Regions from separate parts of the Mus musculus genome. Here regions 1, 2, 4, 5, 6 and 7 are each linked to region 3. The links are chromatin contacts, called in public HiChIP or PLAC-seq, Micro-C and promoter capture Hi-C maps. All regions are on one chromosome and are shown on one strand. Each heading gives the region's core, a stretch centred on a gene start, on an enhancer-like site or on the middle of the called end of the contact. The rest is flanking DNA. Distances are from core to core; before and after follow the strand shown.

Region 1 (3,651 bases), core at 1,150-3,649, 910 kb after region 3:
CAGAAGTCAAGGCCCTTCCTTGAGGGAACCACGACTCCCTGTTCTTAGCTGAGACTCCACCTCAAGGCACCCAGCTATGTGCATCCTGTTCATATCCTGGGCTAACCTGTGCCGCCTTTCTCGACCACTTCTAAATAAAAATTACACAGTGGTCATTCAAAGTACAAACTTGCTGTAATTAGGTCTGTGTTTGGGGGTAGGGGAAGGGCAGGGCAGAGAAAAATGAAATCACCAGGGTAGAGGTGGGGAGGACTGATAAAATCAGACTCAAAGGCAGCCAGGGGCAAAGAACATGCATACTGCCACTATGAGTGTTTTCTTCCTGAGAAAAACTGAAGCCAACTGTCTGATAATGTCAGTGGGAAGCCAAAGACTGGAGAGAGAGAAAAAAAAAAGCTTTAGTTTTATTATTCAGTGTTTCTGGGTCAGTTTATCTATCACCTTTCGGCATCACCCAGCTTCTGGGCTCTTCACAGCATCCACAGTGTGACTGCAAAGATGGGCCACGCCACAGAACTGGGGTCTATTGACCCCTGGACTCCAGTATCAGATCATGGACAGGGATGCTAGCTGCTCCCCTGAACTCTGGAACCACTCTGGCTCCCATCTATAACCAAACTCTAGGGCTCTCGTGCATCTGAACCCCTCTCCTATTCCTAGACCATCAGACCTCTTCAGTCATTCCCGGCCCTCTCCCTGAGGCAGTACAGTGAGAGCAAGGAGGAAGAAGGCAGGAAAAGTTGGTGAGATGCTTACCCTGCTGGGAGCTGAATGACACTCCTCCATTACAGAGGAGAAGGGGGTGGGGCGGGAAGAGGGCATTCTCAGAACAAACATGGTGGCACACATCTATAATCTTAGGAGGCAGAGGTAGAGACAGGATGAGCACAAGTTGGTGGCTAGCCTGAGTACATAGTAAATTCCAGACTAGCCAAGGCTACATAATGAGACTTGGTCTTAAAGAGGTAGGGGGAATGGCTTAGCAGGCAAAAGTGCCAAGCCTGATAACCTGAATTCAATTCTCAGCACCCTGGAAAGAGAGATCCAGAGAGAGGGAGCGCCCCGTCCCGGGCTGTATGCTCAGGATCCAGAAGCAGGGTCCTTCTTTGTTTCCCCCACACTATTACGTTCCCAAACCTTCCTTACTCTAACAGGTACATACACCTCTGCTGGGAAGAGGCAGAGTCACAGCACACTTCTACCCTCAAGTGTTTAATGAGCCCAAAACATGAACCTGTCGTATTTTTGTTGTTGGGACTATTGACTGTCTTTCTGATGAAGATACTAGAAACCTCAGATTTGGTTTCCAAGGTGAGAGTCACACCCATTATCCACAGGGCCATTCATGCCTGGTGAAACCTTGCAGCCTGGTTCTCCACCCCGGTACTACCCTTGGTCCTCCCACGCAGGAGGGCAGCACTTCTGTGCTGGAAGTATATTTTTTTAAATATTTATTTATTTATTTTATGTATATGTGTACACTGCAGCTGTACAGATGGTTGTGAGCCATCGTGTGGTTGCTGAGCCATCTCTCCAGCCCGTTGAAAGTATTTACTATCCTTCCCGGGTGGCAGCCGGGAACCCCTGTGGTAAAACAAACAAACAAACAAACAAAACAAAACAAAGAAAAAAAAACCAAAAACTATGCAACTTGAGAATCTTCTAATACAGTGGTCTGCTTTTAGTGCCTGGGAAGCACCTTAAATAACACTTGATTGTACTAACAAAGAACTGGATTTTATACACACACACACACACACACACACACACACACCACCTCCTTTTCTCTTTCTTTCCTTTGAAGATGTGGTCTGGCTAAGTAGCCATTAGCAGGTCTGGAACCTTGTGTAAACCATACAGACCAAACTTCCTCAAACTTTCAGGCAATCTTACCTTCCCATCTCCCTACCCCTGCTGTGCTTTTCTTTCTTTGTTTGGGTTTAGAAGGTTGTTCGGTTTGGTTTGAGTTTTATTGTTGTTTGTATGTATGTATGCTTGTTTGTTTGTTTTTTTTGTTTGTTTTAGATAGGGTCTCACACTTAACCCCTGCCTTGTCTCCGAAATTCTGGATTACAGGTGTGAAACCCTGTCCGAGGTCTGAAGAACTGAATTGTAAGATTTAATGAGCTCGGATTTAAGTAACAGCCTACTGCTGGTCTAAATGAATACTACTCCCAGATGCAACGCCTATCCCCATCCCAAAATACCACCTACCTCCTTGAACTACTAGACTAGGGGCCACATTCCTGAAAGTTTTAGTGACCTGCTATAATTGATGTGTTTTGCTCAAGGAACTGTCCCTGAAAAGAGAGTCGGTGGGCTTCTATTCCTGACTTGCTGTGCGCCACAAGAGGCCGCTGCGGGCCAGCTGTGCCCAGGTTCCCCGCAGAGCACCCCCACACAGTTTCGAAGAAGCCGGCGGTGCCCGCAAAGGCTGGAGTAGCGAGAACGACTCCCAGTCTAGCGGCTGCGCGCTCCTCAACCTGCAGACCGAAAGCTCGGGAGGACCCGGCCTAGCCCCGCAGAACTGGTGGGTGCTGGACCAGAGCATCTAGGTGCTCTAAGCCGGAGACTCCAGCTTAGCCAGAGCCCCTGCTCTCCTCGGGCGCAACAACTTTGACGATCTATCGCGGACAGAGCTCAAAACCAGACAACACCTAAGCTGGCCACTCCCTCGAAGAGCCCGATTTGGAGAGTCTAGATGCCAAGCTCAGAAGCAGCGAGGACCTCAGGCCAGAAAGTTGAACCCGGGCCACTGCTGTGAAGCAGGTGGGTACCAGGAGTAAGAATAAATGCTAGAGGGAACAGAAGTAAGCAAAAGCAAGATTTAAGGTTCTTGTTGACCTCTTGTTGCTATGGAGGCTGCTCTCCCAGCCCCATCTTAGCCTGAATTAAGGATTGGGGAAACAGCTCAAGGAAACTGAGGCAGACTATGGATGCTGACGAACAAATCCCAGAAACTCCCTTCTCCTGTACCTTTCCAGGAGGGAATGAATAGAACGCCAGAGAGCCCAAGTCTCCCATCTTCTCCAGGTTCTCTGAGCACTGGAATACCTAGGAGAAATGTGTGTGTTGGATCAGACACGGTTAGAACTCAACCAGAAATAGGATGTCCCCAAGAAAAGAACGAATGGCATTTGCAATGGTCAAAATGAGGGTTCCTGGCATAGCCTGAGAAAGAAGACTTATGAGAAAGGAGGTTCATCTAGAAGTGTGGGGACACACCCATGCCCAGGGGACTGGCCCCACACACCTTCCACCCCCACCTGCATTCCCCTCGATAGGCCCTCCCTCAGATCACCAGCAATGTGCTTCAGTTTGACTTCTCACTGGGGACTGAATGAGGAAAGGCCTTTGGCAGAGAGTGGAGAAGCTCTTGTGGGCTGTGCACGGAAGCAGAGACCTGTTGCCGTGCAAGGCTAGCCCTCTGAGGTGGGGCTGAGACACAGCAGCAGAATTCAGCCAGTTTCAGAAGAGTCCAGGAAGCAAGGCTCAGGATGGGTTGGTTAGAGGTGGAGGGAGACACAGAACTGGGAGACCTGGGGCTTCTTCCCCAGCGGTCTCTTCTGGGACAAAGCTGGCAGACTCCACCCCCTTTTCTGACCTTAGCTCTATCCCAAGACCAGAAAGATGACAGCACCGATTCTTAGA
Region 2 (3,260 bases), core at 468-2,967, 730 kb after region 3:
GCCCCCCCCCCCCCACCTCTCTGCACTCTCTACTTTGTAGCATTCCCCGTGCTTATTATCTGTGTTTATTATCTGTCTTGCTTAATAAAGTGTAAGCTCCTTGAAGGCAGAAATGCTTTTTTGATGTGTGTGTGTGTGTGTGTGTGTGTGTGTGTGTGTGTGTGTGTGTGTGTGTGTTTTCCTGGAGCCAAGCACGACTCTATCAGATGAAAGAAAATAATGTTTGTGGAATTGGCACATCTACTTTGCCTCTTACCACAGAAACTGCAGGCAGAGGACTGAGTTGAGGGGAGAGAGGATGAACGCCCCTCTGAATTGTTCTCTCTTCTCTGTCTCTGAGATGTCTGCAGCCAGCTGTACCCTGTCCTTCACACTCTGGCATCTCTAACACCCCCACCAAACACGGACTGACAGTGAGTTTGGGGTTAAGGTGGGTGGGCAGTGGCCAGCGTGATGTTTACATCAGAACTATATAGTTTAGATAAAATCACGAGGAGAGGCATGAAAAACAACCTGGGAATGGGAGGCTGGGCAGGAGAAACTGAGGCTGAAGGAGTTAGGCCAGACCTCAGAGGAAGTCTCCAGTTGAAAGGCTCCATCTGGGCTTTAAAGAACTTTTGTGTTTCAGTAAGGATCATTGTGCCCCTATGGAGCTTCAACTTCACACATAGGGAAGTGAGAGCCCGTTGGGGGTCGGGGGTGGGGCATACAAAAGGAGCAAGGTATCCTTTCAACCCTCTTCCCAACTACCCTACCCCACCTCCCCGACTCTGCGGGACTGAGGGACCAGTGGAGAGGAAGAAGGGTGGAAAGGGAGGGGGGAGAAAAGGCACCAGGGCTTCCACCCTCTCCGCAGGACCCCCACCCCGGCCTCTGGTGCGGGAAAGCAGCCCAGCTGTTTCTGATTCTTTCCCAGTCGCAGCTCCGCCCGAGGGGGTGGGGGACGGAGATACTGGGAGAGACCGAGCTCTGCCGAGCCCTGGCCAGCCGTCAGGGCACCGGCAGGCGGCTGCGTCCCGCCCGCAGGTGTGTTTCTTGGGTGGCTGCGCTGCCCTGAGTTGGGGAAAGCACCAAGGTGGACAAGACTCTCAACGACGGGCGGGACGAGAGTGGGTGGGAGAAGCGGTGGGCGGGGTGGAGGGAACGTTGAGTCCTTCTTGAGAGGGTCCGCCGCCCGAGGCCGGTTGCCTACGGTGGTACCCCTGAGGGCAGTGTGGCCAAAGGAGTCCCACTATCCCGCAACTCTTGCTGGCCGGGTGTCTACCAGTTTCCTAGAAGCGCAAGGATGGGAGGACCAAGAGAAAGTGCATCTTCTGTACTTAAAGAACTGGAAGTGTCCGCAACCCTCTCCACGTCTCTCCCTCGCCACACACACCGTGTGCTCCTTGCCATCAAACGCAGTGGTCCGCGTTGCTGAGTGAAGGGCGCTAGGACCCGGTGGCGTGGCGTGGCGTCGGTAGGGACAGGGGGCTGCAGGCAGGGAAGAGCCCCGTCGCGGGTGGCCAGAGCAGGTGGGGACGCGGCGCGGTGGCGCCCCGTAGAACGGAGGGGAGGAGGCGGCCGCCACACCTAGGGCGCCGGGGAGCACCCGGGCTGGCGCGGGCGGAGCCGCGCTGAAGGCCGCGCGTGTCCCCGGCCCCGCCCCGCCCCGTCCAATGAGAGCTGCGGCCGCAGGGGCTGTCGGCGCGCTCTGGCCCCCGCCGCACTCCGCGCCCCGGAGCCACTGACACCGCACCCGACCGCCCACACCCGGCTCAGCGCTCGTCGGTCTCCTGGCCCTGCACGCTCTTGGGAACCCTGCGTCTGGCTCCCGGGCTCCACGTGCCTTGAGGTCCTCGGTCGCCCATGGTCCCCATGGCCACTCTGTGGGGCGATCTAGGAGACGCCTGAGGAAGCCCAGACAGTGCCCGTCCACGGCCCTGCGGGCTTCGGGGCGGGAGTCTGCGGGGAGCTATGCTGAAGCTGCAGGGTGAGGATGAAGCCGCGCAGCTCGCCCCTCGGCGTGCCCGCGTCCCCGTGCCCAGACCCACGGCCCCCGACGTGTCCCCATCTTCCGCCCGCCTGGGTCTTGCCTGCCTGCTGCTGCTGCTACTCCTGACTCTGCCGGCCCGTGTAGACACGTCCTGGTGGTAAGTATGGTTCTGGGGTTGGTAGGCTTACTGGAACGAGTGCATTGCTCTGGGCATCGGCTGCTTAGGCACCAGAATTGCCTAGGAGGAATTAGAGGAAGGACACAGTCCCAGAAGTTTCCAGTGGCCAGTGAGGAGTTGGAGAAAATGAGGCGCTGGAGAGGAGAGCCCTGGGCATCTGGAAGGAGGGAGCTGATGGTTGAAGTCCCCTAGGCTGCCCCATTGTGCCCCTTGGTATTTCTACTGAAACCTCTACCGCAGAAGCTACTTGGTGATTCTCTCTCAGGGTGGGAACTAGTCGCCTCTCCACATCCTGCAGTGTCTGTTTGGCATGGTCATGGTCTTCAAAAAACCTTACACCACCTAAGAGCCCTTGGAGACACGAGTAGGGGGGGCAGCTGGCTGTCCCCCACATCCCTCTGCTAGTCTAGCCCACACAACGAGCCAGTAGCATCCACGGAAAGGCTTAGAAGTGAAATTGAGGCACAAACTTCCCCTAATGCCCACAACCGAAACAAATTAAATCCTTGGGGTTGCATAACGCAGGCGTTTGTCACCAGCCTTGGCTTTGAGGGTGTAATTTGGAACACCGATGCCCCCTTTTGCTTTCCTGTCCCAGATAACATAACCTCCCGCCTTTCCTCCCCAAGCCCCAGGGGCTTCTAGAGTCTCAAGAGTTGTGAGACCCTCTCTTCAGATCTCTTCCTGCAGGCCTTAATCTTCAGACACTTCCAAAGGGCAGATGAGGCAAAAGGCGTCCAGGATCCACCGGATGCCTGCTGTGTTCTTTGTAGAATTCCCGACCCGGCCCCAGGACTCCTTCATCCCCCTTTGGATACGCATCCTCTTTCCAGGAAGGGCAAGGAGGGTAGAATCGGACTGCAAAAAGATTCGGATGGCTCATCCTTCCTCCTCACCTCTCCAGTCGAACTGGCCTCTTGGGCTGGGCCAGTGCCCTCTCTAACATGTAGTGTCTCCCTTCCCCGCTTGCTCTGCTCCTCCCCTGAAACAAGCACCCCCTCCTCACCCCCACCCCTACCTCCCACAGAGCGAGGTCTCTTCTCTTGCACCCTGTAGCTGCTTTCTCCCCTGGACTAGGAATCTGGGCTGGAGGGGTGAGGGGTAGCTGGC
Region 3 (3,295 bases), core at 48-2,547:
TGGATGAGACATTTGGAGACACAAGTATTTGACAGTAGTTTGATAGAAAGAGGGTGAAGGCAAAGCAAAAAGGAATCCTCAGATTTGTCATCTGTGGATTGGGTGGGTGAAAGATGTGGGCAACTATGAGGAAGCTTGCGATCTTTAGTTCCTCTTCCTTCATTTGGATAGTGGACGTTTGCTTAGTGCTTTGTTAATTTCTAAGCAAACATGTCTTAGTTAGGGTTTCCATTGCTGTAAGGAGACACCATGGCCAAGGACATTTATTGGGGTTCTTTTACAGGTTCTGAGACTCAGTCCATCATCATCAATGAGAAAAGTAATAAAGATATGCTTACATTTGGAAGCATGACTAAAGCTTTGTTCTAAGAGCTCTTTCAAAAAACAGTATTTAGTACGTGCCAGATTATGTTTCTCCTACCAGAGACAGAAGGGAACAAATCAGAATAGCTTTCTGTCCTCATGGAAAGTGTGTGTGGGGGTGGTGGTGGGGGGTGGACAATAAACATTTTAGGTAGTTGTATCATGAAGAACCTGACCAGGTATGGTGGCACACACATGTCATCTCAGTATCTGAAAAGTTGAGCCAGGAGGATTTCCAATTTGAGGCCAGCCTGAGCGGCATAGGGAGACTCTGATTTAGAAAATAAACAGACCAACTAACTAAGCCAATCAAACCAAATAATCAAACTCGGGGATAGTGGTGGGAATAATGGGAAAGGCCAGGAAGCAGTCAGGATGGAAACCACTCAAGATTTCAAGAAAAGCCTCTTTGACAGGGTGACACATGAGTGGGTCTAGAGGAAGGGAAAGTGGTGTGCTAGTTGCCCACCCCATAACGGAGGAAGGGCACACAAAAGATCCGTTGGACCCGAGACGTCTATTAGCCTAGGGTTTCCGAGAGAGCGATCAAGCAGAGCCTAGGAGTTGGCGTGCAGTCCAGGTTTCCACTTAAATATCAGGAGACTTCCGTCACGCGACAGGGTACGGATCGCGAAGACTTCGGCGTGGCTACAGCCGAGCTTGACCCAAGGAGCCGACTCCAAGCCCAGGCGACGGCGACCGATTCGCGAGCTGCGTCACAAAGCGCGTCCTGGGCGCTCGGGTCTGGAGCCCCGCCGCGCGGCCAGGCACTCAGAGCCGCGGGAGGCCGGCAGCGGGCGGCGCCCACCAAGGGCACGCGGCGCCCTCTGCAGGCCGCAGGCGGCAACACACCGGTAGCCTCATCTTCCCTCGCTCTTCCCGCCTCTTTCTCAGGCTACATTTTTTTTTTTTTTCTGCTCCCTCCTAGAGTGACAGCCTCCGACTTCCGTTCTTCCCCTCCGCTTCCAGGCGTGTCCGTGTCTTCTCCGGGAGGCTGCCAATAAAGTTTTTCTCCTTCTCGCTCCCAGGAGCCCCGCCTCAAGTCTAAATATCGCGAGATCTGGAGGCGCGGCTACCATGGCGGCGGCGGCGTTTGAAGTCCCGGCGGCCTTGACAACCTCCGAGTCCACTATGGCTGCGGAGCGTGCGGCCGCGCCGGTGCAGGCTGTGGAGCCGACTCCGGCATCCCCGTGGACCCAGCGGACCGCACACGACATCGGCGGGCCGCGCACACGTACCGGGGACGTGGTGCTGGCGGAGCCCGCGGACTTCGAGTCGCTGCTGCTGTCGCGACCGGTGCTGGAGGGTCTGCGGGCGGCCGGCTTCGAGAGACCCTCTCCGGTGCAGCTCAAGGCCATCCCGTTGGGGCGCTGCGGGCTCGGTGAGGACCGGGGCCGGCCGGCGGTGGGGGGAAGGAGGGGACGGCGTGGCCCCCGGAGAGCTCCGGCTCCGCGCCATCGCGGGGCTAAGCCAGGCTCTAAGGCGCGCAGTTGAATTTGAGGGTAGGACTTTCTTCCAGCATGGAGTCCAAGTTGGAGAAGGTGAGCGGCAGAGATTCGGGGCGCAAAGGGCTGGGGAGGTAGCTCGGTGGTTAAGAGATTGGGGCATCAAGCACACCTCCTGCGCGTTTGAGAGTCAACCAAAAATACAGGTGGCAACTAGGTCCTCATGGCAGAGAACCTCTTCATTCTCCTTTCTCGTATTTGGTATCTGGTGGCATCAGTAAATCTAGGTAATAATATGTAATATATATAATTTTTTTCTTCCTCAGATTTAATTGTCCAAGCTAAGTCGGGCACTGGAAAAACTTGTGTATTCTCCACCATTGCTCTGGACTCTCTGATTCTTGAAAACTATAGTACTCAGGTGAGTCTAACTCAGGATCCGGAAGGGGGTGTGTAGCACGTGACTCTATTGAGAGTCGTGACAAACTAGTAACTCTTCCAGATGGTGAGTTTGAAGAGGCCGGACCAAAGCGTATGCAAGTTAGGGAAGTAAACTAGATGGTCACGTCGGTGAGTTGTGGCCAAGGCTACGTCCAGTATTTTAAAGTTGGAATTTTCTGTTATAAGTACATCTCGACCATTTGTCAGTTGGAATCGTACAATTAAAAATTCATTTACTTTCTGACTAGAGTGGGATTAGACATAGAAGGTAGAAGTTCTGGATTAGTAAGTACTGTGCTATGGCAGAAATTTCAGGTGGTTCTTAAAGCCTTGTGTATGTGTTGTATTGATCTCTCATTTTCTAGGTTGCCTCGGGATATGGTTTTAAGATTGTCCTACTCAGCTTTGGGTTTGGGGGATCATTCTTTAAAAAGCTTTGTTTAGCCATTGTTACATATAAATACTATAGTAGGCACTAGGGATTAAACAGTGAATAAGATGTGATCCTGACACTGTCGTCTGGAGTGTGTAGTGATGGCTGACTTCAAAAGGGGGCTTTTGAGATGGTCGATCTTCAATGTGATTCCTTTAAACCCAGGATTCTTGTATTTGTTGTCTAGAATCTTTGAGTTCTATATCCACGAAACCGTGGGAGATAATGAATATACTTTTTAAAGTACATTGGCTAATTTATTTGAGATTTAGGATGTGTTGAGAGTTTTGGCTTTGTAATACTTGGCAACAGACAAAATCCCAAACTTGAGTAAAAATCATATTTTTAAGGTATATTATTAAAATAATTAGTGCCTGTGTATTATGTAGTATCAAAGTAATACTACATAATAATTTATAGTTGGGAAAATCAGAAAGAGAGAGAGAGAGAGAGAGAGAGAGAATGAGAATAAAGTACCCAAATCTGTGATGTGTGCCCAGAGTTAAGGGATTTTTAAAAAGTCTTATTTCCTAGTCTTTTTTTTTTTAAAACCAGTATGTTCATTTCCAGTAGTTACATTGCAGTTTGTACTGTGTGGTGCTTGGGGCCTTTG
Region 4 (3,398 bases), core at 67-2,566, 800 kb before region 3:
GAAGCTGAGTTTTCCTGTAGGAAAAGGTGACTGAGGTGGAATTTGGAAGAACTGAAGGTTTCCCACAGGGGCAAGAGCATTGTTTCCCTGCTCCAGAGTTTCAGTCAGTCCTTCACAAAGCAGTCAGACCTAGATTCTCTGGGTGATTACAGAAAACTAGGGCTGGGCTACAAAGGAAACTAGAGCAGTGAGCTCAGGGCTAGAGCCCAGGCAGCGTGGTAAGACATAGAACTCCTCTATTACCTTTTAAACACACCTTCGTCCTCCCACCTCCATCCTCAGGCCCCACTTCTCCCTCCATCCTTACCTTGGGAAACTGGTAAGTGATCGTGGGCTCATAGTCATCCCCTAAACGCTTTTTCTTTAAAGAAACAACAAGAAGGTATTCAAAGAAGTGCTGGCCTCCAGCAAAGCTAGATGGAGAATGCTCCTGGATCCTTTCTGGCTCTGTGACAGCTTCCCCAGGATTGTTCTGGGATTGTCCTAAAATGGAGATGCAAGGGTCTCTTGAGTATTCTTTCCACTCCTCCATTCTGTAGTGCGAGCGAGAATCTGGGCAACAACCATGCCTCAAGGCTACAGTGCCAAGCCTGACCAGGCACCACCAGGCAGGATCAGAGCCAAGGGGGCAATTTCCATACCTGCCCTGGGAAACTTGAAACTGTGGAGTGACACAGGAAGAAAAGAAAACACTGATGTAGAACCGAGGAGCCATGCCATGCTGTGGAGGTTCTTGGAGGCCTGATGCCTGACACTGTATAGTCTGCCTGATGCAACAGTTCTGGGTATTTTGTGAGCCCTGAGTAAATTTGCACTAAATAATCAGAGTAGACCCATAGGGCATTTTTTGGTAATTATAGCAAGACCTCTGCAACAGACGGGACTAGCTCTGCAAACTGATAAGGCAATCCTCCTGGCTTGACCACATGGGGGCCATGTGGGTTTGAGCATATAAAGGAAAAAGAGGATCACTACAGCAGGAATCAGCCCATAAAAAGATCATCCGAAAAAGGAAGTAGGCAATCCAGTTCTGACCTGCTCGAAGTCGTGGCAAGCGATTTCGGAGCAGCCTGAGGGTTCGGCCTACCCCTTGTCCTTCCATCATTCTGAGCTTTGGGGGCATGGATGTTCTTTCTCCTTCAGGCTGGCCACAGAAAGCCTGAGAAAGTGCCTTCTGCCTTGGTCTCCAATCACAACTTTATTGAGCTGAGCCACACGCTGTCTCCCAAAGGCAGAGAGCAGTTTCCATCCTGTGTACTCCGTAATTGAGCAAGAAGGATGTGAAAGGACCCACGAGGCAGCTTAGTGTGGGCACTGACAGAAGCAGCATCCTGGCACTACAACTCAGCTCTTGGCTCCTCCCAAGAGCCCCAGGGTGTGGTAACAGAAAAGGTCATGAGCAAACATCTCAAGGCACAGCTGCTTCTGGGCCAAGGGCTTTCAATTCCAGTGCTTGCAGACCATGTGGTGAGTTTATTTACAAACCCAGGCAGCGAGGGATGCCTGTGAAGATCAGACTATGGACTCCAGTGCCTCGTGGGGCACAGCACAGGTATTTTACATCCCTCATCCTCCACTGCTCACGATCACCTTTTCAAGCAATCGTCGGGAGCTGCAAAGTCCCACCAGGCCAACTGGCGAATCTAAAACATCAAGGATCTTCAGGAACCCAGGACTGAACACTTCTTGCAGCCAAGATGCCAGATTGCCCTGATTCAGATAAGTAGACTTGCCCACTCATTCTCTAAATGTACTAATAACTTGTAACAGGAGAGGCCCACCTCTGAGAGGCCCAGATATACAGAATAGCTGTGAAGGTGATTACTTCACCCACTCCTCCCTGGCAATCTTTCCTGATCTAAGGCATAAATCTCTCTCACTATTCCAGGGTTCCGGAAGAATCCTTTCTCTCACCATCTTTACTAAAAGGAAGCAATGACTCGGGAAATCGTCCCCAGCTTAGAGTAGGAGCCTAGTTGCATCAGCAGCTGTAGGGGTACAGAGCATCTTCACCCCTCCCCTACCCCTGCTCAGCCTTTCCTCTGGTTGGGCCAGGACAAGCTAAACAGCAGGCCCAGTACTATGTCTAGAGATTGAGGAAGAGGAGAAAAGTAGTCGCTGATACCCTGGGTTATTAAACAGAAAGTCCTGAATAAGGAAATGTACAGGATAAGAGGAAGGAGACTTTGCCCAGAAGTAACTTAATGGGGAGGGAAGAAGTAAAAGGATCTGGTGCCTGTGTCTGCCACTCCTGCAAAGAATTAGCAGCCCTCTGGGAGGGAGTGTGTTGCTATGGTAAGAAGGAAGGCTGTCACCCTACTCCTAAGAGCACTGAAACTGTGGCACTGGTAAAATGCAGGACTCAGAAACCCAACATTGACTTGTGGCGGAAGCAGCAATCATAGTACAGATGATGAGAGTTGGGATCTTGAGAACGGGGAAGCAAGACACCACAGAAAGTACTTGTGTCTTACTTGTAGCCTGTATAGACATGTTGCATAATCTTTACTGGTTGCCTTACGGAGCAAGAGCATGCCTAGTACAGAAAGGAAAACCGAGGCATTAAGTCACTCGGAGGCAATTGAAAATGAACAGGATCTGTACAAAGTGAACGTCATAAAAAGTTCCAAATCCAGGCTCAGGCCTTCTGGTGTATTACACAGTAAACATCTCCCGGTAGGAAGAGGTAGTGGGTGGAGTGGGATGGGTGGCGAGCAAATGGCTTGGGGGGCCAGAGTCATCTTCCTGGTCATCCCAGAAGCTCAGGAAATGTCTTTTCCTCAGTCCTTGGGGCTGGCTTTTCACTCCATTTCCTCCTGCTTTATCAGGAGAAACAAGGGACCAGCAATGTCAGAAATCCCAGACCAATGAAAAGTAACTAAGACCTTTGGGCTGAGGCTCAAGATCCAACAGAGTGTTTTCTCCTTCTCCCCCTTTCAAAAGGGGTTCTCACAGAAAAGCACGAGAAGGATCAATATGCATCAAACTCCTCTATAGTAGAAGGCACCTCACTTGACCCGGATGCCCTGGAATGGATTATTATCCTCAATTTTAATTGAGGGAGGAGCCACTCCTCTAGGGAAGTCAGGCGTCTGGTTATACTTGTTCCTCCAACAGGAAGCCCCTCCCACAACCACCTGAAGGAAGAGAGGGGACTTTAGGGAACCTTGATCTGAAAAGCTGTTGTGTGTTCTTTGCTGAACTGCTAGCAACCCAGAATCACCGTAACAGTCTTCCCTACCAGTGTTTTACACACACACACACACACACACACACACACACACACACACATCTCTAAGACAAAACAGCCTGAGCCAGTGAACCAGAAGGGGAAATCCCCCAGGAAGCAAGAGGACAGTAAGAAAGATGAAAGAGTCACACCCATATGACCTGACAGG
Region 5 (3,485 bases), core at 51-2,550, 860 kb before region 3:
AGGCCTTAAGTTCAATTTCCAGAACCAAAAAAGAAAGCTTTAAGATGACTTAAAAATATATAAGAAAACTTCACACAACAGTAAGGATATTTAACAAATTTTTTTGCATCTCTTACCCATCTCCTCTGCTTACTTTGAAGCTCCATGAGTCAGAAATCCAGTTACATTTTTTATTTTCATAAGCATTTAAAAGCCACTGGTAATAAAAAGAACCTTTTTAATGTTGTCTCTTCTAAGTGGTAATAACTAAAGAATAACAAAAGTGTAAACTCTGGATGTTCCAAGTGAATGAACAGGTGGCCCCAGGTTTTTTTCAGAGGCGAATAGAAATATCAGGCCACAAACAAAGCATAACAAGGACTATTTTCCTAAATTCTAATATGGCCTCTTGACAAATGTAACATTTTCCAATGGCTAATCTCAAAGCATCTAGTTTCACTGCCAATAAATTAAAATTTGATAACGCAGCCCCGATAGATTAAAAAAATGTTGCATTCGGTATGTAAATTAAAATTGGGAAAGCTGGAAAACTTATTCCTGTCTCAGTGCTTTACAAAGGAAAGCAGCTGTTAGGATTCCCAGGACTTGTGATTTCCTTTCAACTAGGGACCACTCCCTTTGAAACACAATCATGGGGTGGAGACAGAGCTCTGTGTAAACACAAGGTCACCACTGGTCTCAGTTTTGAACTTCCTCAGCCCCAACCAAGTAGAAATAAGGGCACAGGGATGACAAAGGGTATTAGGGCAAAGGTTTCCTTAGTTGATTCAACAAAAGCAACCCCTTGCACACACACTCCTAAGTCTTGTAGTACAAGAGTTTCACTGTCCCTGGCACCAGAAAAATATAAGGGACACCATGCTTGGCACGACGCATCGCTTGGGATGAAGTGGTGGTAGAGGTACTAAAGAAGAGAAAAAGTAGGACGCGGAGACCTCAGCCTAGTTGTCATCTCCCGTGATTCGTGGGTTCCCGGAGCTGGCTCGCGACTCTAGTCGTGGGTGTCACGAAGTTCACGGAACCAGGTGAAGCTACCGAGGTTCGCGTGGCTCGCGCGCCCGTGGGACCAAGGGGGCTCGCGTTGTGCCCTCGCTCTTGGCTTGCGAACCACACTTCGACACAGCACCCAAGTAGAAAACCTGCCGAGCGCCAGGCCAGGCACTTTTCCCCCTCCCACTCACCTTCTTTCCTGTCCCCGACCAGCCAGCTCCAGCCTCAAAGTGCAGAACAGGCCCACTGTAGGAGCCTGGGCGGAGCCCCGGGGCGCGCTCCCGAGTAGCTCGGAGGCGCGCCTCAACCTTTTCTGAGTCCCCCCTCTTTACGGCAATCGTGAAAGTGTCGTGAACGTGCTGCCGCCTATCAGTCACTCAGTCGCCTGGAGTCGGAGTTGCTATTTCTAGGCTTGTGCTTGTTGGGTTCGGGGTAAGGCTGCGGGGGCCCGGCCTAGGGAAGGGGCGGGGATGTTGCGGACGTGGCGGGGCGGTTTTGTCCCGGGAGGAGCGGAGCGAGGGCCGGAGGCTCTGGGCTAGACAGAACTGGGTAGCTGCGGACGGACTAGCTGAAGGGGAACGCCGTCCTTGCTGGCGCTGGGTGGCCTCGCGCGCGGGGTTGTGGGCACGGCGAGGGGCGACGGCCAGTCCCGAAGGCTCCGGAGTCGGAGGTGGAGGGGCGCCTGCGCGGTATGCGAGCCGTGGTCGTGGGAGGGAGCACCCCAGGCTAACCCCCGGTGAGCCGAGGGCTGGGGCGCTGGCTTCGCGGAACCGACCTTGTCTGGCGGGTCCACACCCTCCTGGCCCGGTGTTGCCAAGTCCAAGAACCGTGCAGCATCCTGTGCGGTCTTTGCTGTCCTTTTGGGAGGCGGTTAGTGATGTTTCCTGGCTCGGGCCACGCTTCTTGTTGGGCAACTTTTCTAGAAATTTCAACCCATATTGACAGGCTCAGAGATTGCCAGCTAGAGTTTTATTTCAGTCGCGTTCTTAGAAGGAGATTGCTGGGGTTTTTGCCTGTGTTCCCAGGAATGCTTGGCTGAACCTCAAGCTTTACATTTTACCGAGTTTGAGTTTTCCAGTTTGATGCTTGGCATTTTGATACCAGTTTTTACCAATGTTGTATCATTGCTGTTGAATATATGGCATTGCTAAAACTCTAACTCACCAGGCAACGTCTATTGCAGCAGGAGGCAAATTCATAGTCAGTTTTCAACGAGTATAGGAACTTTGTAAGTTGTTAGAATATTTCCTTTCTACTTTACAACTGTCAGGAATGTGTTCAGAATGTGTGTTGAATTGACTGGCTCAAACACAAGGAAACTGTATAAGACATTTGGAGCATTACCAATTTAAAACTATTGGCATTCGATGAGATTTGAAGCTTCAAAATCATTTTGCTACATATTTAGCCTATGCTGAGAATAACTGAAGTCCCTGTACAGCTGGTCATAAAGACACAACCCTTCCTTTTAAGAAACGAAGTAGGTAAATCTGACTCTCACATTACCAATTACATTTTATTGCATAGCACTTTCTTTTCTAAACTACATTTTGCTTTCTTCTTCTTCTTCTTCTTCTTCTTCTTCTTCTTCTTCTTCTTCTTCTTCTTTTCTTCTTTTCTTCTTTTTTTTATGGTTGGTTGGGTTTTTTTTCTAGACAAAGTTTCACTATGTATCCTTGGCTGTTCTGGTACTTGCTGTGTAGACCAGATCCGCACCAACTCAGGGATCCCCCTGCTTCTCTCTACCTTCTTAGTGCTGGAATCACAGGTGTGCACCACCACCCAGCTATATTTTGCTCTTTAAACTGGCTAGAAATGCTGGTGGTGCTCATTTTGAGGGCCATGCAGTGCTGTTTTTAAGAGAATATAAAAAAGAATACAGCTCTAGGCTTTTGGTCCCTCCTCCTCTGAAGTTATTTCCCCCTTTAAGGAACACACAATTTCACTTCAGCAAAACACCAGATCTAAGCAGTACTGTCTGCTTCTGAGTACAGAAAAGCCCCCCTGCCCCCAGACAAACATGTTTTATGTATCATTTGTTAAATAATGCTGAACTTATTCCTATGATCCTATTAATTTATTTATTTTTCTTTCTCTTGTTTTTCTTTCTCTTTTCTTCTATGGTCCCTTCCCTAATAGTCTCAGCCATTAGTATTTTACTTTAAGTAATGGCAGAGGTCAGAAAGCTGTATACCACTGAATCCCACTGAAATGCTTGTAAACATACTGTTGAATCAGTGCTGATAAAAACCTGGAACCCTTGTACATGGGTGGGGATCATGGGGGTGGGGCAGAAGGGAAGTTCTAGAATTTCACACAAGTTGGATATTGTGTAAGTTTACTTTATGGTCTGCTCAGCAGTTGAGTTTTCTGTTTCTGTTTTTGTTTTAAATGTGATACTTATCAGATGCCCCCTCCCACCCCGTCCATGACAGGACTAAAGTGGGTCAGACACTGTTACCCTGTGTTTTTCATGGGAGACTTGAAAACTTACA
Region 6 (3,599 bases), core at 392-2,891, 870 kb after region 3:
TTCAAAACTTACTCAAGTTTTTACATGGACTACTGTCTGTGTTTTGAGAATGTTCAGATAATCCAGAGAAAGGGCTGAGGTCCTCAGGTGACCAGATTTGCTGGTCTGAATTGTTAATGTGTGATAGTGTGAAGGGCACAATAAAAAAAAAAAGCCTTTTTAGTTCTTCAGTTAGTCATGTGTCTGGTTATTTTGAGTAAATTATGTCATTGGATTCTGGTTATCAAGTGTAGCCTTGGGTGCATTGGGATTCCTAACTAAGCTATTTCTGTATGTCTAAAAGGCACTTTTATTGTGCTCATCATAGGTGTATTTGTAGGATTTTGAAATGATAAAGAATAGCAATTTTGTTTTTGAGACTGTCCTGCTGTGTAACCCAAAGTGGCTCAGACTCTTAGTAGACCTTCCTCAGACTCTCAAGAAGTGGGATTACAGGCTTGGACCACTGTGCCCCAAAACAACAGTACTTTTTAGAAGTCTATTATCTTCTCTGAGCCTGCATCATATAAAGTGGATGGGAAGGTCTGGAGGTGTTAAGCATCTGGCTACTCCTAGTTTTTCCCTCGAGTTTACATCAATTTCTAGGACGTAAGATTTCCCTGTTCCTGTAGTCTCCATTCCTGACTGCATAGCATACTCTTGGCTTAGGAGTAGTTAACCAAGGGGGAACTTGACCCTGTTCAGGGCATTCCCTACCCTGGGTTAGACTGTTGCTGCCTATAAGGAACCTTGGAGAACAGTAACTTTGATACATGTGGAATTCTGGTAGATTAAGCCTTTCTCACTTTCTCATTGTAGTGTGTATGGGGTTTGTTTGTTTTGGGTTTTGTTTTTGTTTTTTAGTTTCATTCCAGGGGATAAATAGGTGCAGAAGGCTTGTTTTACATTTGTTGTTATAGTAGCCCCACCCCTTAGTTTGCCTAAGCATATTGGTCTACTTCTTTTCCTGGTACTAATGTTGTCAGTGTTAACCATTTATTGCCTAGCACGCCTGGCTCTCTAGGTGCTAATGTTTTTTTGACTGGCTGGGCAATCATGATTTACTGCCAATAAGTAGTGAAGAGTAACACAAACCGAGTGCCCAAATGCATAGCTCAAGAGCAAGAATCTCCAACCTTGAAGTATTATGAAGCCTGTGTGACCCAGAAAAGCAAGGACTGGGTCTTGGCAGAAGCTCTTGTCCCTCTCTCCCACACGCACACCCCTTTATCTATAGAGACACTTGCTCTCCCTCCATCCATTCCCCACACACACACACACACACACACAACTTTGACTTCTGCCTTCCTCTGTATCAGAAAGCCAGAGGAGGGAGGGAATGGGGGAGGGGGCGTGCCGCTCGCTTCCGTACTGGTTTATGTCCCTGGCAGTCTGGGGGAGGTGCTGGACGAGCGGCCCCAGTCCAGCTGCAGCCGACCCATGTCCGGGGCTCTGCCCTTTGCTCTGCAGCTTTTCTATGTCCCGAGGCTCTGGAGAGTGGGCGTGGGAGTAGCCCTAGCTGAGGCTCCAAGGTCCTCCGGGCTGTTTAGGGGGCCCCAGGCGATATCCACGTTCGGATCCTGGCTCGCTGCCAGGGGAGGGAGCTCGGGGTAAGGGGAGGGCCCTGAGGGAGGGGTCAGACTCCTTAGGAAAGAGTTAATGTGAAGGGGGGGAGGGGATAGGACGAAGAGACCGAAAGGAAGGCTCAGGTAGGAGAAGGACGGAGGAGGGGAGGCAGTCGGGGAGAAGGTGGCTGGCCGGAGCAGACGTCAGAGGTAGGGGGCTTTTCCCCTTTGCACCCTCACCCCAGACCAGCCAACTCTAAACCGCGGCGGCGACTTTCAGTTTCATTTCCGCGGACCCTCCTGCCTGGGCCGCAGCCGCCGCCGCCGCGATGCCTAGCAAGTTCAGCTGCCGAAAGCTCCGGGAGACCGGCCAGAGGTTCGAGAGTTTTCTGGCCGAACGTGGACTGGACCTGGAGACAGATCGTGAGCGGCTGCGGACGATTTACAACCACGACTTCAAGCCCAGGTACGGGCCGGCCCACCACGGGCCCCAAGACGCGGGGCCAGCGCCCCGGGTGGTGGGGCCACCTTCCCGCCGCGGGTGCACAGGGATGCAGCCCGGGGCCGATCAGGCCGGTCCGGTCCTGGCAGACCTACTCCGTCGTCTGCCCACGCCCAGCCAGCGCCACCCGTAGCCCGCCCGCTCTGCACAGCCCAGCCCGGCGGGGAGGGGTCGGTGCCCACGCGCGGCTCGCGGTGGTCGGGGCTCGATGGTGGGGGAGGGGAGTCCCACAGGGAAGGCGCTGCAGGCGCGGGCCAAGCGGGGATCCCCGCCCCCTTGTTAAGGGAGGACTGCCTGCAGGGTCCACGCTGCGGGAGAGCTGAAGAGGCCCAGGGTAGGCGGGAGAATCTCGGGGAGCTTTAGGGAGAAAAGAACACAAACTGCGTAGGCAATCAAACCTCCCTTAGCACCTGTGGCTTCTCCATGGAGACTCGGGGCCAGGGACAGCCTCCTAGAGGCCCCTTTTCCCTATGGCTGAAGATATTTGGTTTCCTTTTCCTGTTACCACCCAAGTAAAAAAATCAAAGAGACTTCTGTCAAACCATAGACGAACACCTCTAGCAACAGGCTGCTGCTATGGATGGAAGCCGGAGAAGCAATTTAGCTGGGATGAGTGTAAAGAGGTGCACTAGTAAGCAGGGGAATGGGATTGGGCCTTAACAGATTTTGAGAGATTTGCCTTGCAACTGACCAAAATGCTAGTATGGGTGAGATATGGCTGCTGTTACGTGATTTGGGGCGAGTTTTAGACGGAATTAATAATGATAGTGTAGCTTGAGGCTAGGGGAGAAGGTAGGAGTCCGCGTTAACCAGAATATTACTGTTATTCATGAACATGTCTTAAAAGGAACATTAAAAGGGTTGAGTGGCTTCTTGAAATAGAGGCAAAGACCTGTATTATGCTCTACCCTGTGCTGGGTACTGTGGGAACACACAGATGAAAACTATGCAGTACGCAAGGTATGATATGCATACAGCATAGTCTATAGTATGCCATACAACAGGCTGAAATGACGCCTGGGATGGTAAGGAAAATGCTGAAGGAAGGTAAAGAGCACTTAGCACAGGATGGATAGTCAACAAGTCTCCACCCATGTGTTCACCTATGTCCACAAAGTGCAGTGTGGCTCTGATCACAAGTCCAGTACTTTGGAAGTAGGGAAAAAAGAGTGCCTAACTCCAAATACAACGGATTGCTAGGGACTTAAAGCAGATGTCTGGGTGTTGTTTACTGAATGGAAACATCATACATCAAGAGCAATTCTTGCTATAAACAGACCAGAAGGTTACATATGGAAAGTGGAGGGTGTGGAACTTGATCAGATCATCTGAGCGGTAAAGTTTCTCACTAAGCTAATTTATCAGGGCTATCATTTATTCTAGTCAAGTTTATAACCATACAGGTTGGCCTCAAACTTTCAAACTTAAATGGGTCTCCGGCCTCAGGTTCCCAAGTGTACATGTGTGTACTATATGTGTGTACATGTGTGCACTATATATAAGTGCCCACCAAGGCCAGAAGAGGGCATCGGCTTCCCCGGAGCTGGAGTTCC
Region 7 (3,459 bases), core at 529-3,028, 890 kb after region 3:
GAGTGTTTGTTCTTATTGTTATGGTTTTTAAAAAGATCCACAGGTGAGTGTGATATGTGGAGCCAGGGTTGAAAACCACTGAGTTAGGATTTACTGGCCTCTCCCTCAGAATTTCTGACCAAATTGGTGGCTGCCTCCAGGGATGAGAACTCCCACTCTGTTCCTTTGCAGCACAGTGCCGTTTGCTTTGAACAGTTTCCAGGCCCCCCACCCTATAACTGGCTCTGTCCCACAGACCTTCACAGCAGGCCTTCTGCCCTCTTCCGGGCTCTGCGATTCTCTTACTCATCTCCAAGTACCCAGTGTCTTGTCTGTACCTCCCTGGCAGCTTTGTCCCCTAGAGCAGGTCTGTCACCGTGGTTCCTCCTAGGCCTATCTGATCTTTAAAGCCCTGTGTCTGCACTCTAGGTGGGCTCTGTGGAAGAGTTCCAAGGCCAAGAACGCAGCGTCATCCTCATCTCCACCGTCCGAAGCAGCCAGAGCTTTGTACAGCTGGATCTAGACTTTAACCTCGGTTTCCTTAAGAACCCCAAGGTTGGTAGGCTTGTGGGTGGCGTGAGTCCTTCCATGGGGCCTGTCCCTTTGATGACATCACCGCTTCCTCCATCCAGAGGTTCAATGTTGCTGTGACCCGAGCCAAGGCTTTGCTCATCGTAGTGGGCAACCCCCTCCTCCTAGGCCACGACCCAGACTGGAAAACGTAAGTGTTCCCAGCCCCCATAGTTGCTCTTAGCCACCGTGAGCCCCAGCCTGGGGCAGGTTTGTCCTCGACAAGCACTGGCTTACTTCTCCCTTAGTCCTCAGAGCTGTTGGTGTTAACAATGCCCACCCTGTATTAATAAGTGAGGTGGAGCAACTCTGCCTCAGATGTGACAGTGCCGAGCAGAGGCCGCCAGACTCGGCTCCTTGGCAGTTCCCCATGCATGCCGATGTTCTGAACCCCACAGGTTCCTGGAGTTCTGTAAAGAAAACGGGGGATATACCGGGTGCCCCTTTCCTGCCAAACTGGACCTGCAGCAGGGACAGGACTTGCTCCAAGGTCTGAGCAAACTCAGCCCCTCTACCTCAGGTATGGATGGGCCCTGCTGGGCCAGGGAGGTGAAGTGTGGGAAGCCGGCAGGATAACCAAGGATGTCTCTTTTTTTTCTCCCAGGGCCCCGCCGTCACCAGAATCTCCCCCAGGAGCGGGAGGGTGAAGGGGGCCTGCCCTTACAAGTGGAGCCAGAGTGGAGAAATGAGCTCTGAGGCCACAGCCGCCCGCCTTCTCACACCAGCCAAGCCTTATTGCTGCCTATCCCTGACCCAGAACCCAGCTCTCCTGTCCCTGCAAGAGATGGGAAGGCCGGGAAGTTTACAGCCCAGACCATTCCGCCCCTTCCTCTGCTAGGGAAGACAACCCAAGCTGCTAAAACTCGGAGGAAGGGGGAGGAAGAAAGCTTTTTTTTTTTTTTAAACCCTCTCCTTTGCAGTGCTGGGGATCGAACCCAGAGCCTCAAATATGCTAGGCAAGCACTCTGCCCCTGAGCTGCTTTAAGAAAAACAAAATGCTGTTCTATGCAAAAGCCTCTTGCGTGTGTCTCATCAGCCTGGTCTTGCTTCCTGTGCCCCCAAGATGACCCTCCAGGAGGGTTTCTGCCTAGAGCCACGCCCCTTCATAGCTGCTTAGCGGGGAGGAAACCCGATGGACAGGGAACCAACCCACAGGCATCTATGTTTAGCCAATGGTCCAGACCACTCCCCTCACCCACCCAGGCAGTCTGCCAAACATGACCTCATCCTGTACTAGACTCCACCCTGTCCCCTGCTGCCTCCGCCCCCAGCCCTGCCTCAGCAGACAGGGGCCCAGCCTAGCCAGCAACTTGGAAATGAAGAGGAAAAGATGGGACTCCAGGCTCACAGCCAAGGTAGGCCAGTAAAGACAGGAAGCTGCCACACACGGTGCAACCTTTGACCTTTATTCATGTCCCCACCAAGTTAAGTCAAATAACAAGGCTACTACCCAAAGCAGAAACCCCAGTCCCTACCCTAGACTCCTCCTGTGAGCCAAAAATATATAAAGTGCTGGTGTGTAATATGGGGAAGGCCAGAGGGACTAAGAGCCCCACCCCCTGGACCACCGCTTCTGGAGGAGGAGCCCTGCTCAGGAAAGGCAGGGCACCAGCCCGGTTCCCAGAGGCAGGGAGGAAGGGCCTAGCAGCCCCCACTTGGGGCTGGGAAACTCATGCAGTCCTGGGCAGAAAGGAACCAAAAAAGAAACTGGCAGCATGGAGTCCTACAAGGATGGCGTGGGGGAGGGTAACTGTACCCCTGGGAAGGGAAGGGTGGGAGGGTTGAGGAAGCTTTGGGGAAGTCAGAGAATGGGACAGCCCCTCCGGCGCTTATTCTTCCGGACCTGTAGGCCCGCCCGAGTGGCCATCTCAAATACCTCCCGCACCCCTTCCTTAGTCTTGGCCGAGCACTCGAGGTAGCCAAAGGCACTGATCCTGTTTGCCATGTCCCGGCCTTCCTCAGATCGAACCGGCTCCTGATAAGACAAGATACAGGGTCAAAAGAAGGGGTAACTGAGCATCCTCCAGACTGGCCCTGCAGAATTCCTAGGTCCAGCTACCACGGCCAGTTTCCAGGCTGGGGACATAAGACCCAGGTTGCCATTGCAGAATTCTGTCTGATCCCTCCCCCGCCCAGCCTCACCCCTACGGCACCCATTCCCCCCCTGAACAAGTACCTACTGCCCAACTGACTTCATACTCCGTCTTCTCTAGTCTGGTGGCGCTCAGCCTTCTAGTGCTGCAACCCTCTAATACAGTTCCTCATGTTGTGGGGACACCCCCCCACTATAAAATTATTTTTGTTGCTACCTCATAACTGTAGTTTTGCTACTGTTATGAATCGTGATGTAAATACCTAATATGCAGGATATCTAACATGCAGCCCCAAAGGGGTCATGACCCACAGGCTGAGACTGTTCTCGTCTATACTACATAGCTACCAGAGTACTTTTACTAACAGAGACTGAACCCCCACCTAAAGCCTTAATTAGCCTCCCAAGATAGCCTACCTTCCCCTAAGTAAAACAGTCCACTGGCTAGAGTTATTTAGCAAGTCCTCGAGTACTCACCCCTCTGAGCCTTCTCCCAGCAGTGTATAATGCCCTCCCTCCCCAGGGAACTCTTAACACACAGCCCCCACACCCTCGGGCAAGTCGCTTCTCTGATACTTCAGTTACTTGGGGGCCCTTCTAGTTCTTCCCAGCATTCGGACAGGACAGCAGATGAACGTCACAGTCCCGCTACCACTGGCTATCAGCTGTTTGCATCTCGGCTGGGAAACTTGCCTCACCACCAGCAGCGCAGCCCCACCCACCTGTTTCATCTTGGCCAGCTCTCTCCTGGTATGCTCATCTTGCCTCAGGTCCTTTTTATTCCCCACTAGGATGATGGGCACGTTGGGACAAAAGTG

The links. Promoter capture Hi-C pulls out the DNA fragments that hold promoters and counts their contacts. A called contact is a pair of places that touch in the nucleus more often than the background predicts. HiChIP or PLAC-seq counts read pairs in DNA pulled down with a chosen protein or histone mark. Capture Hi-C pulls out chosen DNA fragments and counts their contacts.
Region 1: a contact with region 3 is called in a promoter capture Hi-C map of stem cell-derived epiblast-like cells, with 3 times the contacts expected there. The contact joins the promoter of Tafa3 here to the promoter of Ddx20 in region 3. A contact is called at or near these places in 3 of 39 promoter capture datasets (embryonic stem cells, pre-B cells and stem cell-derived epiblast-like cells) and 1 of 115 datasets of contacts at active chromatin or transcription factors (neural tube).
Region 2: a contact with region 3 is called in a promoter capture Hi-C map of embryonic stem cells, with 2.2 times the contacts expected there. The contact joins the promoter of Wnt2b here to the promoter of Ddx20 in region 3. A contact is called at or near these places in 4 of 39 promoter capture datasets (embryonic stem cells, hippocampal neurons, maxillary cranial neural crest and 1 more).
Region 4: a contact with region 3 is called in a promoter capture Hi-C map of liver, with 5 times the contacts expected there. The contact joins the promoter of Dennd2d here to the promoter of Ddx20 in region 3. A contact is called at or near these places in 14 of 39 promoter capture datasets (the 3T3-L1 cell line, the C10 cell line, the HPC-7 cell line and 7 more), 7 of 484 Hi-C or Micro-C datasets (B cells, CD4 T cells, CD8 T cells and 3 more), 14 of 115 datasets of contacts at active chromatin or transcription factors (the 230-238 cell line, CD8 T cells, the SCID.adh cell line and 9 more) and 3 of 9 other capture datasets (adipose tissue, liver and macrophages).
Region 5: a promoter capture Hi-C map of liver shows a contact between it and region 3, with 5 times the contacts expected there. The contact joins the promoter of Cept1 here to the promoter of Ddx20 in region 3. A contact is called at or near these places in 16 of 39 promoter capture datasets (the 3T3-L1 cell line, the C10 cell line, the HPC-7 cell line and 9 more), 9 of 484 Hi-C or Micro-C datasets (B cells, CD4 T cells, LSK cells and 6 more), 6 of 115 datasets of contacts at active chromatin or transcription factors (bone marrow-derived macrophages, effector CD8 T cells, epiblast stem cells and 3 more) and 2 of 9 other capture datasets (adipose tissue and liver).
Region 6: an H3K4me3 HiChIP or PLAC-seq map of bone marrow-derived macrophages shows a contact between it and region 3, with 3 times the contacts expected there. The contact joins the promoter of Mov10 here to the promoter of Ddx20 in region 3. A contact is called at or near these places in 3 of 39 promoter capture datasets (hippocampal neurons, pre-B cells and stem cell-derived epiblast-like cells) and 1 of 115 datasets of contacts at active chromatin or transcription factors (bone marrow-derived macrophages).
Region 7: a contact with region 3 is called in a Micro-C map of embryonic stem cells, with 4 times the contacts expected there. The contact joins the enhancer-like site here to the promoter of Ddx20 in region 3. A contact is called at or near these places in 1 of 39 promoter capture datasets (pre-B cells), 1 of 484 Hi-C or Micro-C datasets (embryonic stem cells) and 1 of 115 datasets of contacts at active chromatin or transcription factors (neural tube).

The regions. Positions count from the first base shown.
Region 1 is chr3:104,776,295-104,779,945 of GRCm38.p6, reverse strand. Tafa3 (TAFA chemokine like family member 3) reads left to right here and starts at 2,399. Exons shown (of 7, transcript NM_183224.3): 1 at 2,399-2,769.
Region 2 is chr3:104,960,166-104,963,425 of GRCm38.p6, reverse strand. It overlaps Wnt2b (wingless-type MMTV integration site family, member 2B), which reads left to right and starts at 1,717. Exons shown (of 5, transcript NM_009520.3): 1 at 1,717-2,129. The coding sequence starts at 1,954.
Region 3 is chr3:105,685,573-105,688,867 of GRCm38.p6, reverse strand. Ddx20 (DEAD box helicase 20) reads left to right here and starts at 1,297. Exons shown (of 11, transcript NM_017397.3): 1 at 1,297-1,744; 2 at 2,135-2,229. The coding sequence starts at 1,441.
Region 4 is chr3:106,483,958-106,487,355 of GRCm38.p6, reverse strand. It overlaps Dennd2d (DENN/MADD domain containing 2D), which reads right to left and starts at 1,316. Exons shown (of 12, transcript NM_028110.2): 1 at 1,036-1,316; 2 at 308-483. The coding sequence starts at 1,123. 2010016I18Rik (RIKEN cDNA 2010016I18 gene) reads left to right here and starts at 1,443. Exons shown (of 2, transcript NR_033207.1): 1 at 1,443-1,552.
Region 5 is chr3:106,545,617-106,549,101 of GRCm38.p6, reverse strand. Cept1 (choline/ethanolaminephosphotransferase 1) reads left to right here and starts at 1,300. Exons shown (of 9, transcript NM_133869.4): 1 at 1,300-1,422. Dram2 (DNA-damage regulated autophagy modulator 2) reads right to left here and starts at 1,304. Exons shown (of 9, transcript NM_026013.3): 1 at 1,182-1,304.
Region 6 is chr3:104,816,347-104,819,945 of GRCm38.p6, reverse strand. Mov10 (Mov10 RISC complex RNA helicase) reads left to right here and starts at 1,641. Exons shown (of 20, transcript NM_008619.2): 1 at 1,641-2,010. The coding sequence starts at 1,874.
Region 7 is chr3:104,792,935-104,796,393 of GRCm38.p6, reverse strand. It overlaps Rhoc (ras homolog family member C), which reads right to left. Exons shown (of 5, transcript NM_007484.2): 4 at 3,364-3,459; 5 at 1,935-2,524. The coding sequence ends at 2,351. Mov10 (Mov10 RISC complex RNA helicase) reads left to right here. Exons shown (of 20, transcript NM_008619.2): 17 at 409-534; 18 at 612-700; 19 at 948-1,069; 20 at 1,154-1,562. The coding sequence ends at 1,245. Among named protein-coding and RNA genes, the nearest start is that of Rhoc, 5.6 kb to the right of the region's middle. Within about 2 kb of position 1,778, at least 157 of the 459 cell types and tissues checked have an H3K27ac peak or open chromatin away from gene starts, as enhancers often do. A contact at or near this core is called in embryonic stem cells and neural tube, where this site is marked.